Regions from separate parts of the Danio rerio genome. Here regions 2 and 3 are each linked to region 1. The links are chromatin contacts, called in public Hi-C and HiChIP or PLAC-seq maps. All regions are on one chromosome and are shown on one strand. Each heading gives the region's core, a stretch centred on a gene start, on an enhancer-like site or on the middle of the called end of the contact. The rest is flanking DNA. Distances are from core to core; before and after follow the strand shown. Region 1 holds the start of fam171a1 (family with sequence similarity 171 member A1). Region 2 overlaps mindy3 (MINDY lysine 48 deubiquitinase 3). Region 3 holds the start of itga8 (integrin, alpha 8).

What was found. Hi-C and Micro-C count contacts between places; a contact is called where the count stands out from the background. HiChIP or PLAC-seq counts read pairs in DNA pulled down with a chosen protein or histone mark.
Region 2: an H3K4me3 HiChIP or PLAC-seq map of embryo shows a contact between it and region 1, with 2.6 times the contacts expected there. The contact joins the enhancer-like site here to the promoter of fam171a1 in region 1. A contact is called at or near these places in 5 of 18 Hi-C or Micro-C datasets (caudal fin, embryo, fibroblasts and 2 more) and 2 of 4 datasets of contacts at active chromatin or transcription factors (caudal fin and embryo).
Region 3: a contact with region 1 is called in a Hi-C map of fibroblasts, with 2.6 times the contacts expected there. The contact joins the promoter of itga8 here to the promoter of fam171a1 in region 1. A contact is called at or near these places in 3 of 18 Hi-C or Micro-C datasets (caudal fin, fibroblasts and hematopoietic stem cells).

The regions. Positions count from the first base shown.
Region 1 is chr16:31,646,790-31,650,678 of GRCz12tu, forward strand. fam171a1 (family with sequence similarity 171 member A1) reads left to right here and starts at 2,061. Exons shown (of 9, transcript XM_073926083.1): 1 at 2,061-2,386.
Region 2 is chr16:31,417,225-31,421,113 of GRCz12tu, forward strand. All of the region lies in intron 10 of mindy3 (MINDY lysine 48 deubiquitinase 3), which reads left to right. Among named protein-coding and RNA genes, the nearest start is that of mindy3, 24 kb to the left of the region's middle. Within about 2 kb of position 1,772, at least 6 of the 62 cell types and tissues checked have an H3K27ac peak or open chromatin away from gene starts, as enhancers often do.
Region 3 is chr16:31,508,894-31,512,782 of GRCz12tu, forward strand. It overlaps itga8 (integrin, alpha 8), which reads left to right and starts at 1,965. Exons shown (of 30, transcript XM_021466921.2): 1 at 1,965-2,292; 2 at 2,646-2,779. The coding sequence starts at 2,084.

The sequences.
Region 1 (3,889 bases), core at 811-3,310:
TGGTTGAGCTATTCCTTTAAATGTTTAACTAGGTTAAAGAAGCAGTAGGTGATCTGCCTAAATGCTAACCAGTTAGGCTAGCATAATATCTTTCAAACACAGTCACTCCTCCGTCGTCCAAATCTACGCCTCCTGAAATCATGAACGTGCACATTAAAGATGACAGAGACCCACTAGATCGCAGGTGTCAAACTCAGTTCCAAAAGGGCCGCAGCTCTGCACAGTTTAGTTCCAACCCTAATTAAACACACCTGATCAAACTAATTGAGTCCTTCAGGCTTGTTTGAAACCTACAGGTAAGTGTGTTGGAGCAGGGTTGGAACTGAACTGTGCACGGCTTCGGCCCTCCAGGAATTGAGTTTGACACCCCTGCACTAGATCATGTCATCCACCAATTAGAAAACTTTATAGTAGTTTATAATACTACAATTCTGAACAAAAACTGTATTATATCTAGCACGTTTTCAGTTATGTAGTTGGCAAGCAAAACTTGTCATCACTCTCTAATCAGTCTCAGTCATCAGTCACACTCTCTCAAGAGCTTTGCACTAAACCGACTACTGTATGCTTAGTGATTGGCCGGTGGCGTGCAGGAATTACACTTATTGCTAAGCCATACTTGCATGCTATTTCAGACCGAATATTGAAAATAGCATGGTAAACAATGAAGGGAATGTGTGTCACAGGTAGTCGTTGTTCAAAAATGAACCAATGTGAATATAAAACCAACTTCACCTCAGTAAAGCAGGCTATAGGCAGAATAGCGCTATTTACTGTTGTTTTGTTGTTATTCTAAATTATTTCACATCTGTCACATTCATAATGGAGCTTTTTCCTCATAAATGCAAAAAACTTCAAATAAAATAAAATCAATCATTTTTGTTTTATAGTGAGCCAACTCTTATCCTTTTGATTGCCATTATTTTTGGGGGGTTGTGAAGTTTAATTTACAGAAATTCTACAAAGTATGTTATATACTGCAAACTTACTAACTTTTTTAGTCACATCCATTAACGCATGTTTATTGTCCTCATTTAAAACACTAAAAATGTTTATAGATTGATATTTTTCTGATCCCATAACTCTGTGGTTAGTTGTTTTGAAAAAATATAAAGAGATGTTTCAAAATGATGTTAACATATACCATATACTCTGTGAATTTATGTTTTGAGTGTGTATATATGTTTCCCAGTGATGGGTTGCAGCTGGAAGGGCATCCGCTGCGTTAAAAAAAAATGCTGGATGAGTTGGCGTTCATTCCGCTGTGGCAACCCCAGAGTAATAAAGGCACTAAGCCGAAAAGAAAATGAATGAATGAAGGAAGAGCAATACTTAACAAAACAACAGAAATGCTAAACAAATCAGTCAAAATGGCTGTGTTTTAATATAGCAATGAATGGGCTTTGTCCACACAGACATTTAATTTCAGCCAGCCAGCCTTTCCATTATAAAATTGCCACGTGTAAGGTCTGATTTCTTTACAAATTAGTGATCTCCACTCCCTGATATATACAATATAAAGTGGGTCTCAGACCGAAAAAGAAGCACAACATCAAATTCCATTTCCCCTTTAAAATATGACAATTTACCCCAGTCTTTTCAATGGAGTTTCTGCGTTAGTCTGCTGCTCCCGGCTGTGCTAGAATTTACAGTCTTTCATCTCGTTTTACGCTTAAACAACTAAATAAAAGCTAGTCTATTCAACTGAATGTATTTTTATTACAGTGCAACATCGATACTATAAAAGGAAATTGAAAATAGCCACATTAAGCTTTCACCGGAAGTTTATCATTGGCTGAAAAACAGGCTATGCTATAAAGTTAAAAGTTAGCATTGCCCTCAGAAATATAAAGCAACTTTGTGATGATGATAATAACATAAATAACACCGCACTGTCCAATGAGACTAAAAAAAAAAGTTCTGTTCTGTGAAAAAAGATTTTTTTCAATGTAAAATACAGTATCGGACAGTAGATGGCGGCCTAATCCATCTTTCTGACCAGCACCATCTGTGCTCGGCATGGAAGTGGTTAAATTGGTGGAGTTGACTGGCTTTCTGCCGTTGTTTCGAGTCGAGTTGGGGGGAAAAAACAGCGGCAACGCGGAGATGCTGAGCGGAGGGGTTTTCTGATCGCCCTTCGGTGTTCAATGACATGAGCACACTTGCTAAAACACCAAATTATGGCAGGGAACCTCAGCTGCTACGAGTTTCAAAATACCCCTGCCGCATAAAAAAGCCGCATTGTTGACGAAACTGTAACCGTGAGCAGCAATAATGCGAGGGGCGGACAGGAGCCGCAGGTCTGCCGTGATTGTGCTCTGCCTGCTGGGATGCGCTTTATGGACGACGACCGCTAAAACACTGCAGGAGAGCAGCGATGCCAAAGGTAAGAGACGCGCCGAGACAACACCTGCAAACACACCACTTCTGCTCATGTTTATGGGAATTTTGGTAGACATTTGGGGAGCTTTGCTTGGACTTCCTAAATTTCATTCCCAGTGCTAACAGCTAGCAACCTTAGCATATTATAACGCAGTGTGTACATGTTTTATGAGCAAAGAATGTATGTTTTATGAATTACATAGTTTTTTCCACAAATTAGTGTTTAAACAGCGCAAACTGTGTTAAACTTACGTGGTTCAGTTGCTCTGCTGTTTTGTAAACCTCAAACCATCTGTTTGAAATCGGATCTCATTTTTGTGATGCCTGTCTTTGCAACAAGCATCACTGCAGCTTCCAAAGCTGTTCAACTATGAGGCACAGAAATGTCATTATTTTAGGTTGGAGCAATGTTATGTTTCTGTCTGTTGGACCCTAGTTTGTTTTTTAGATATAATTTAATATTCCAATATTTGTCTTGACTTCATTTTAGTTGTTTAGAAATCTGGAAATCTAGAGCTTTTCCATGAAATGGGTTGTCGGAATTGTTTGCTTCAGTTATTTCATAGAATATAAGTTTCTTAATTAAGGTAAAGTTGGTTTTATATTCACACATTCAAGCCTTTCCCTTTCATTCCCCCAAATTAATTTCAGAAAAGTATTCTTTGCCAATGCTAAACATGGAAATCATAATAACAGTCAATGACTGTCGAAGTACAACATTGTTCACAGTCAAGTAAATGGTGCTAATGTTGTTTTTAAGTCATATTTACATGTGACTTTAGACCAAATATATAAAGTACCATGGTAAACAATATAGAGAGAATGTCACAAGTTGTTATTGAACGAATGTGTGAATATAAAACCTGCTTTACCTCAGTAGTTTCTTAGCTCTTCTGAAGTTAATGCATTAGTATTAGGTTGTCTAAAACTAATATGCGCACGCGCACACACACACACGTATGTCAGGCTACTTTTCATTAAGTGCCAATATTTGCCACATGGAGTTGTTTTCTAGTGCCATTTCTGGCATTCATCTTCATAACAGGAGTCTGTTTCATTAACTTATTAGCTATGTCTGTTAGGCCCGGTTTTAGAAAAAAATGTAATTGCTGCAGGTTTGATGTGGTGGTTTTAAGAACACCAAAGAAAGACCAAGCATAATCACAAAGAATGCTATGCTACTGTTTATTTAAATCCATTTTTCCAATAAAGAAAAAAAAGAAAATACCCACACTATTTTAAATTCTACCAAATAAATGATATATAAAATCTTATATATTGATATAAAAACCTTTACACACACACACACACACACACACACACACACACACACACACACACACACAGTGAGAGAGAAGGAGAGCAGAGAGTTCACAGCTTTTTATTTTATCCGTTGTAATGAATAGGGGCTCGTAGGTTCTGCTGTAACAGTTGTGTGCTTTTTAAAAAAACATTTGTTGGATTGTTTTAATTACTCGTGCTCACCTCCCTCGCCATAGTAATAATC
Region 2 (3,889 bases), core at 522-3,021, 230 kb before region 1:
TTAAAACTTAAATGTTTGTAAAGTAATTCCAAAAGTTTGAAAACTTTCATAATTGCATGTTTTTGGAATGTTTTTTTTCTGCGTAATATTTTTTATTCTCTTTTTCTACTCAAAATATCTTTGTCTTTATATGACAAAATATTCAGTAAAAACAATTTAAGTAATTTTGTGATTTGGTATTTAAAGTAAAATATATTTATGTTAATATATTTTAACATCAATTTTATTCCTTTTAATCAAAGCTGAATTTTTAGGAGCCGTCAATCCATTCTTCAGCCTTCATGGTGATCAGCTGATGCTAAGTACAGATTCTGATGCTTCAAGCCTTCTAATGCATAAAGCACATTTTTTCCTGATACTTAAGTATAATACTTGAATAGAGATCTCTCCTTACCTCAGAGAAAAAATTAGGGGCGTTGCATATTATCACTTAAATGTGTCTCTTTGCAAGGTGTGAACATGTCATAGTCAGAAGCAGCTTTAAAAAAAATGGATAAAACAGATAAAAAAAAATTGGTTAAAAAAATGACAAACAATGCAATTCGGAAACATTGCAAATGATGGAATAAGAATTCAACATGTCTCAATCAAGAAAAAGTTTGAAGTGCATATTAAAATGCACATATACACTGCAAAACCCAAAAAGTTAAGGTAACTCAAACATTTGAGGAAACCAATTGCAACAAACCATTTAATTTAAAAAACTAATCCTAATGAGTACTGTGAACATTTGAGTAAATGAAGCAATTTGAGCTCAGTAAAACCCAATAAATGAAGAGAACTCAAACTAACTGAGTACTGTAAAACCCAATAAGTTAAGGCAACTCAAACCATTTAAGGAAATTTGCTACAATTGCTACAAACCATTTGATTTGAAAAAACAAACAATCTATATGAGTACTGTGGACTTACTCCATTTAAGTTGAAGTAATGAGGTATTTAACTCATTGCCTTCAACACTGAGTTCAAAACTCTTTTTCAAATGAGTAGAATTAACTTTCAGTAAATTTTGAGTTGACTACACTCGTTTCATTATTTTGACTTTTGGGTTTTGGTGTATAAATCCATAATTTTTTTTTTTTTTTACTAGGAATATAAACTACCGTTTGTTGCAATAAGTATATTAGAAGAAGTTATATAACTAAATATTCATCCTAAAATATTTTTGATGTTTTATTTATGTAATCTGTCCAGAGAAGCTTTCAGTGGACTTGCAATATTGTTAAAACAGACATTCTTTTTGTTCTTATATGTAAAATGGCCTAAATACATGCAAGTCATTGCTCATCATCTCCGACTAACACAAACACTTGCGATCCGTTCATGAGATCGGCCAGATCAGCTAATACCGATTGAGTCATTAAATGTGATTATCGGCCGATGCCGATACATTTTTTTAAGTAATGCACATTGATTTATTAACTCGCTACACAGTGACTTATTAACTTGCAACATCAGCAAGCTATTAAATCCGTGTGGAGCGTTTTAAATTGATCACTTACAAGGCACAAATGACAGTTAGGATGTTGTCTTAGAAAACATCTGCCTATTTAGGCAGAAAGTCTTATCACTGGGTTTTTAAATAAAGCTCTCTGGGAGGAAAGAGAAACCGCAATGCTGGTAAAGTCGTCTGGTGCACCCCAGGGCTCTGTCATCCTCTGCTAATTTACTGACTCCATGCCCCCAAACACAAACACTGGCCTTGCGTTTGTGTGTCCCACAGGAGTTCACCTCACTGCAGCGGTCATGCTTCTGTAAAGCCCTGCTCCGCTACCGCGAGGTGCCCTCAGTCATTTGTACCGCCACATAGGACCACCGTGTTCTCACAGCATTAGCACAACAGTGAATGTGAGTCAAAACCAACAAGGGCTCTGATTTCTGTCAGCCTGAAAGACTTCAGTCATCAAGTTCTTACATGTCTTCCATGAAAGGATGGCACTGTGGGCTATACACGAACATATGTAAAAGAATATAATAGGAAGGAAGGAAAATAATATCGCTTAATAGACTCCAGTCTCATCAGACACTGTGTGTGTTTCTAGTTTCGTCAGACAGTTGTCTCTGTCAGCCATTGTGCTGCCTGACGCATCATTAATCAATCTTTTAGTGGGATCTGATCTATTATATCCGCTTAAGCTTTGTAGTGCCGCACTTACACATGTGTGTACATACAGTACACACAATACTGTGGCAAATGAATGCGACAGCTTGGGGACTGTACACAACTAGAACAATAACTACATTCTTATGTACATTTCTAGGAAAATTGTAAACTAGAGAATAGAGAGTATGCACACCACACCACTAAGTGAATTCATTGACCTCTTTATTGTGGGAAATTAATTGCTTATCAAAGTCTTGGTTTTGTAATTCGTTAAAGAAGTATTAAACCAATTCATGAACCATTTTTAGCTTTCAGTTTTGGATGTTCCTCTAGCTAAATATGAATATTGTTATGTATTTTATTAATTGACATTGATAATCATTGTTATTCAACGATGTCTTTTGTATTGTATTGGCTTAAAATGTGATTTTAAGTCTTGTTAAACTTTTTTCTTTCAAAGTGTTTTAACATGTTTGGTACAGGAAAAAAAACAATCTTCTATACATTTCAATCATAATAGTCATGTTTTCAGCATATGCTTTACCAGAACAAGAAAAATAAATCTGAAAATAAGTATATATAAACAATCATACAAATCTGTAAATATTGTTATATTACATTTAATAAATGCAGGAATATGAAAACAAGTTTACATTAATGCAAATATTTAATTATTTTTGAAACCATTTCTAGTTGTACAAATACACATTTGAGCATTATTACTAAACTGTGTCTGCATTTTCTTTAACACCTCATAAAGCTAGGTGACTCAAGATACCATTTATAATCGCATTAATGACCTCAATAATCGCAATATAAAAGTTTCCCAAATCGTGCAGCCCTAGTGTAAATGTATGTTCGTCACCTTTGAGGACCAATAAACAGATTTAAAAAGCCATTTCAAGTGCAACTTCTGTTCCACCTTTTGGAGTAAAGATGTTTTTTTATTAGTGATGCAATGTTATTGGAAACAGTTTACTGTATTCAGATTATATGGTTAAACTAAAGGATTTGATATAAAAGACAACTGATAAATAAGTACCTTTTAAAAAGAAAAAAAAAACATGGTAATAAATTTGAAACAAATATTAATCTTAAATCAAGTTCAGTCCCTAGTGTACAGGCCTTTACAATCACACATGTGCCATCATTGGTCTAACGTTGAGTTTGGTCTTTATCAAGGCTCTACATGGCTGTATAGCCAAACATACACGCACTACCTTGTACCCAAGGGGCTCGTAATACATGCAGGGCCTCACATCCCCTCTTAACCCACAACAATGGCCTCTTCAGCGGACTCTCACTAACACCGATGCCTGTATAGGGAATACTTCACCAACAAAAGACCTGCACACAAAGAGAGAATGACAAGGAGATGGGAAGATAGTGTTAAATGTAGAAATGGACAGACCTTGACTTTATGAAGGGAGACGCCACGGGGAGTAAAAAGAGGATGTGAGAGTCTAGTCGGTGACCCAGTCAGCTGTGATGTATCAGATGTCTAAAGCGCTACTGTCTGATGCAGGCGATGTTTCTGTGTAGTGGAGAACTTCAGAGGAGCATATCTACCTGTAGTTTGAGTTACAGTGGTCTGCTAGCAGTAACTGGTAATGTGGCGCTGTAATTGTTGCCACTGCTTTGATGTTGTTGAAACACTGTGCTTGTTGTTTGAGGTTGACTGCTGAGAAGACCTTCATGAATGGATTTTTTTCACCTTAAACCCATGCCCCTTTGCACACCTGACCCAGACTTTCTGAGAGATGCCAATCTTTTCTTCCTGGCTAA
Region 3 (3,889 bases), core at 715-3,214, 140 kb before region 1:
TTGCAACCACTTAAGGGTGAGTAAATTTATATTATGTACATTTAAACCCCAACATGTAGGCTATTAATAATAATATAGCATAATTATGATGACATTAGCTGAAAATAAGAAGATAGATAGATAGATAGATAGATAGATAGATAGATAGATAGATAGATAGATAGATAGATAGATAGATAGATAGATAGATAGATAGATAGATTGATTGATTGATTGATTGATTGATTGATTGATTTTTGGGGGACAACTTAAATGTTTTAAGTTCAGTTCACTTAATTTTGTAAAAGATTAACCTAACTTAATTGATTTGTGTTGGGATAACATGAAGGAATTTTGTAATACTCAATAATTTTTATAATAAATTTTGTTACTAGCTAAAAAAGTACTGGATTCCAGAGTATTACTTCATGTTGTCCCAACACAAATCAATTAAGTTAACTTACAATTTTTCTCAGTCACTTTGGTGAGTTTCTCAAAACACTAGTGTATTTCTGCCCAACAGTTAATGCATTTCTCAAAACAACTAGTACAAACTGCAAAACCTAGATGATGTGTGTCACTTGCTCAAAATGGATAGTTCATTCCTTAAAAGCAAGTAATCAAAGTATCAGTGTCATCAAGATGAAAAGTCCTGACACCATTGTTTATGAACAAGATAGTCAAATGGATTAGTCATGTTTTCATTATGACAGTTTACTCTGTACATTTTTTCAATACAAAAAAAAGTCAGATTTTGGTGACGCTTCCTGAAAATGCTCTAGACAGCACTTTATACTATTTGCACAGCCATTTGAAAACTACAGTAAAGTTACACATCACTGCATTTAGTGAGGTATCTGAGTACAAGACACTGAAGATGTATGTTTCACATTTTTACTGCTTTATGCTCGCTGCAATTCTAATTTATTCACAGCATTGTGCAAAAGAATAAATAAAGCCTTATTTACAACAAACATAAACTTCCTTTGGGCAGAGCTGTGCACAACTGTAAAAAATATTGCAGAACATATTGGTACTGAACCTACAATATACACAGGTCTGTAAATCATTCATGAAATTGTTCAATTTAGAAGAAATTTTCAGGAAAATAAAGATTTGACAACTAGTTCAACATTGTTGTATGTAATGACTCAAGTAATGAAATGAGGACTATTAGTTTTATATGGAATGAGCATTAAGCATTTACAAGTTTAGTTAATTTTGACTGACATGACAAGCAAATGATAATGTTTTAAATAGCAGAGAGTTGTATGAAAGCAATTGATGCATGTCCAAAAGCATGTGCAATGGATACTGCTACTAGGATGTGCACAAATGACTAATTGTTTTGGGAAATGCATTAACTGTTGTGCAAATGTAAATAGTGTGAGAAATGCACCAGAGCCACTCAGAAAAACTGTAATTGTTTGTTTGTTTGTTTGTTTGTTTGTTTTTGTTTTGTTTGTTTGTTTGTTTGTTTGTTTGTTACAAATTCAGGTGAATTGAACATAAAACAATTAAGTTGTCAAAAAAAAACTCAAGAATTGTTTTGGCTCATTTTAAATAAGTAGTTTAAACAAGCAGCAAAAATAATTCTTTGAGTGTATACACAAACATATAGTAACAAAGTCTGTTTTTTGTTAGTGTATAGTAAGAAAGATAATGTAACAATGTTGTGTTGGATTATGGGTGTTTATGAAACCAACCATGATTCATATAGAAACTAATATTTAATATTAGGAAAAATAATAGGTTTAATAATTATTAAAAATATTTCAAATAAATAATGTCACTTCTAATTGTATTTAGTCTCATTTTAGTATTAGCCTAAATATATCTTCATCTCCTATTTGTCTAATTTTGTGAGTATATGTATATTATGGGTGTGTTTCCATAAAAGGAGTTGGCCGGATGCTGTGTGATGTGGTGCAGGAGTCCGGTCTCGTGCGCAGCTCATTATAATGTTTAGTACGCAGGGTTCGCGCAGAGAAAGGCGCGCAGCTTGCAAGAGGGCAGCAGCAGACGCGTGGAGCGCGCACTCAACATATGACAGCTCAACACGGACATACCGTACACTCTCTCTGCACATCTTTAAGCAGCATATATGGATTACACTCGGACACACAGGGCTGAAGCCATGCACTCTTGTTTGTCCCGCATGCGTTTTCGATGCTTTTTCCTCATGTTGTCATTTTTTTGCGAAGCTGCAGCTTTTAACCTGGATTTAGAAAAGCCCACGGTTTACAATGGACCTGAGGGAAGTTATTTTGGATACTCACTGGACTTTTACCACCCAACACAGGATAGAAACGTGTAAGTGGCAATTTCAGTGAATTATTTAGCTGTTTTGTTTGATAAAAAGTTTTCAAAGAGAAGTATCTTCCAGTAGCCCAAGTGTAGAAATAACCATAACTCAGTCTTGGTTTGGTTTATGCCAAACAATATTTAAGAGTATTCTTCGCAGCTTTTTTATGCAAAAACACTTTCAGCACCACCAATATGGACCAACACAATTCTGAAGTTGATTTTTGAGGGAATTTAATTAGAATGCTGACATAAAATAGATAAACATAAATTTTAAGAACAGTTGAGATATTTTCTCACTTGTAAATGCTTTGATCCAGTAGGATGCCGTTGTGTGTAGATTTATGCCTTTCTCTCTCCAGCATGTCGGTGTTGGTTGGGGCTCCTAAAGCGAACACCTCTCAGCCGGGGATTGTGGAGGGAGGAGCGGTGTACTACTGCCCCTGGCCGGCATCAGACCCAGACTCCTGCCGCCAGATCCCCTTTGATAAAGCAAGTAGGTACCCTCATGATTTATTACCCATGGTTCATGCAAAAGGTCCAGGTCCCACTGACGCAATTAGCCCCCTTCATTGAGAACGAGTACTTTTTATCGTTGTAATTACTAAATTAATTTAATTCCAGTTTTTCAATTAAATCTTATTCGCAAACAGACATCAGGCTATATATAGGCTACTTTTTATTTCTGAAATCTGCTTACACAGATATTTCCTTTCCCATGCTTCATCTTCAGACTCGGCTGCATAAATTCCTCTTCCTCCAATAAAAAGATCAAAAACCACATCCAAGAAAGAGTTAATTTCGCCGCATATGGTTTGGTTTAAAATTTCAGGAGCGGAGTAATTACCAGAGAAAGGCGCGTAACTTTACCTCAGCGCGTAATCTGCCGTAATTTAGACGTCCATTACGCGCGTCTATTAGTAAGGTCACCAGAACATTTTATCTTTGCATTTTTAATTTCTTTCTTCTGTAATTGGTCATGTCTTATTTTATGATGGGAAAATGTGAAGAATAGATCATGTCAATAGAAATTGTGCAACAGAGCCGAACTCGAAGTGAACACTTTTGATTCATTGATTCAGATCTATTATGTCATTTGGGGAGAAGTTTTCGTGAGTTTTTGGTATATTATTAGACTATTTCGAGAAGACATGGTCTGCCTGAAAATGCAGTGGGTTTGGATTCAGGAAAGCGGCATGGACTGCAGACAGACTCAGAGTTGGATGCTGGGGAATGTGAGCGCTGATGTTTCGTCAGAGTCGCGTGGTTATATTCAGTGCACTCTCTAGAGGGAGCTTTGATCGCAGAATTTATGTGCTGTTTGTGAATCTAACTTGGGCTCTTATCAGAATGGGCTGTGACCTTCTTTTAGAGTTAAAAACACACCATTAGACATTAAATTGTTAAAAATAAACTCTGAATTAAGGATTTGACAGAATAGTGAGATATAGGCCAAGAAATTACAAGAGATCTTAAACTTAAAATTGTGAGGGATAAACAGTTTTGAGATTCACAATTAATTCTGAATCTATATGTCAAATGTTGGAAAAATTATACTAAAATGATACAAAAAATTGAAGTAAAAATTGTGATATACACTGCTGTT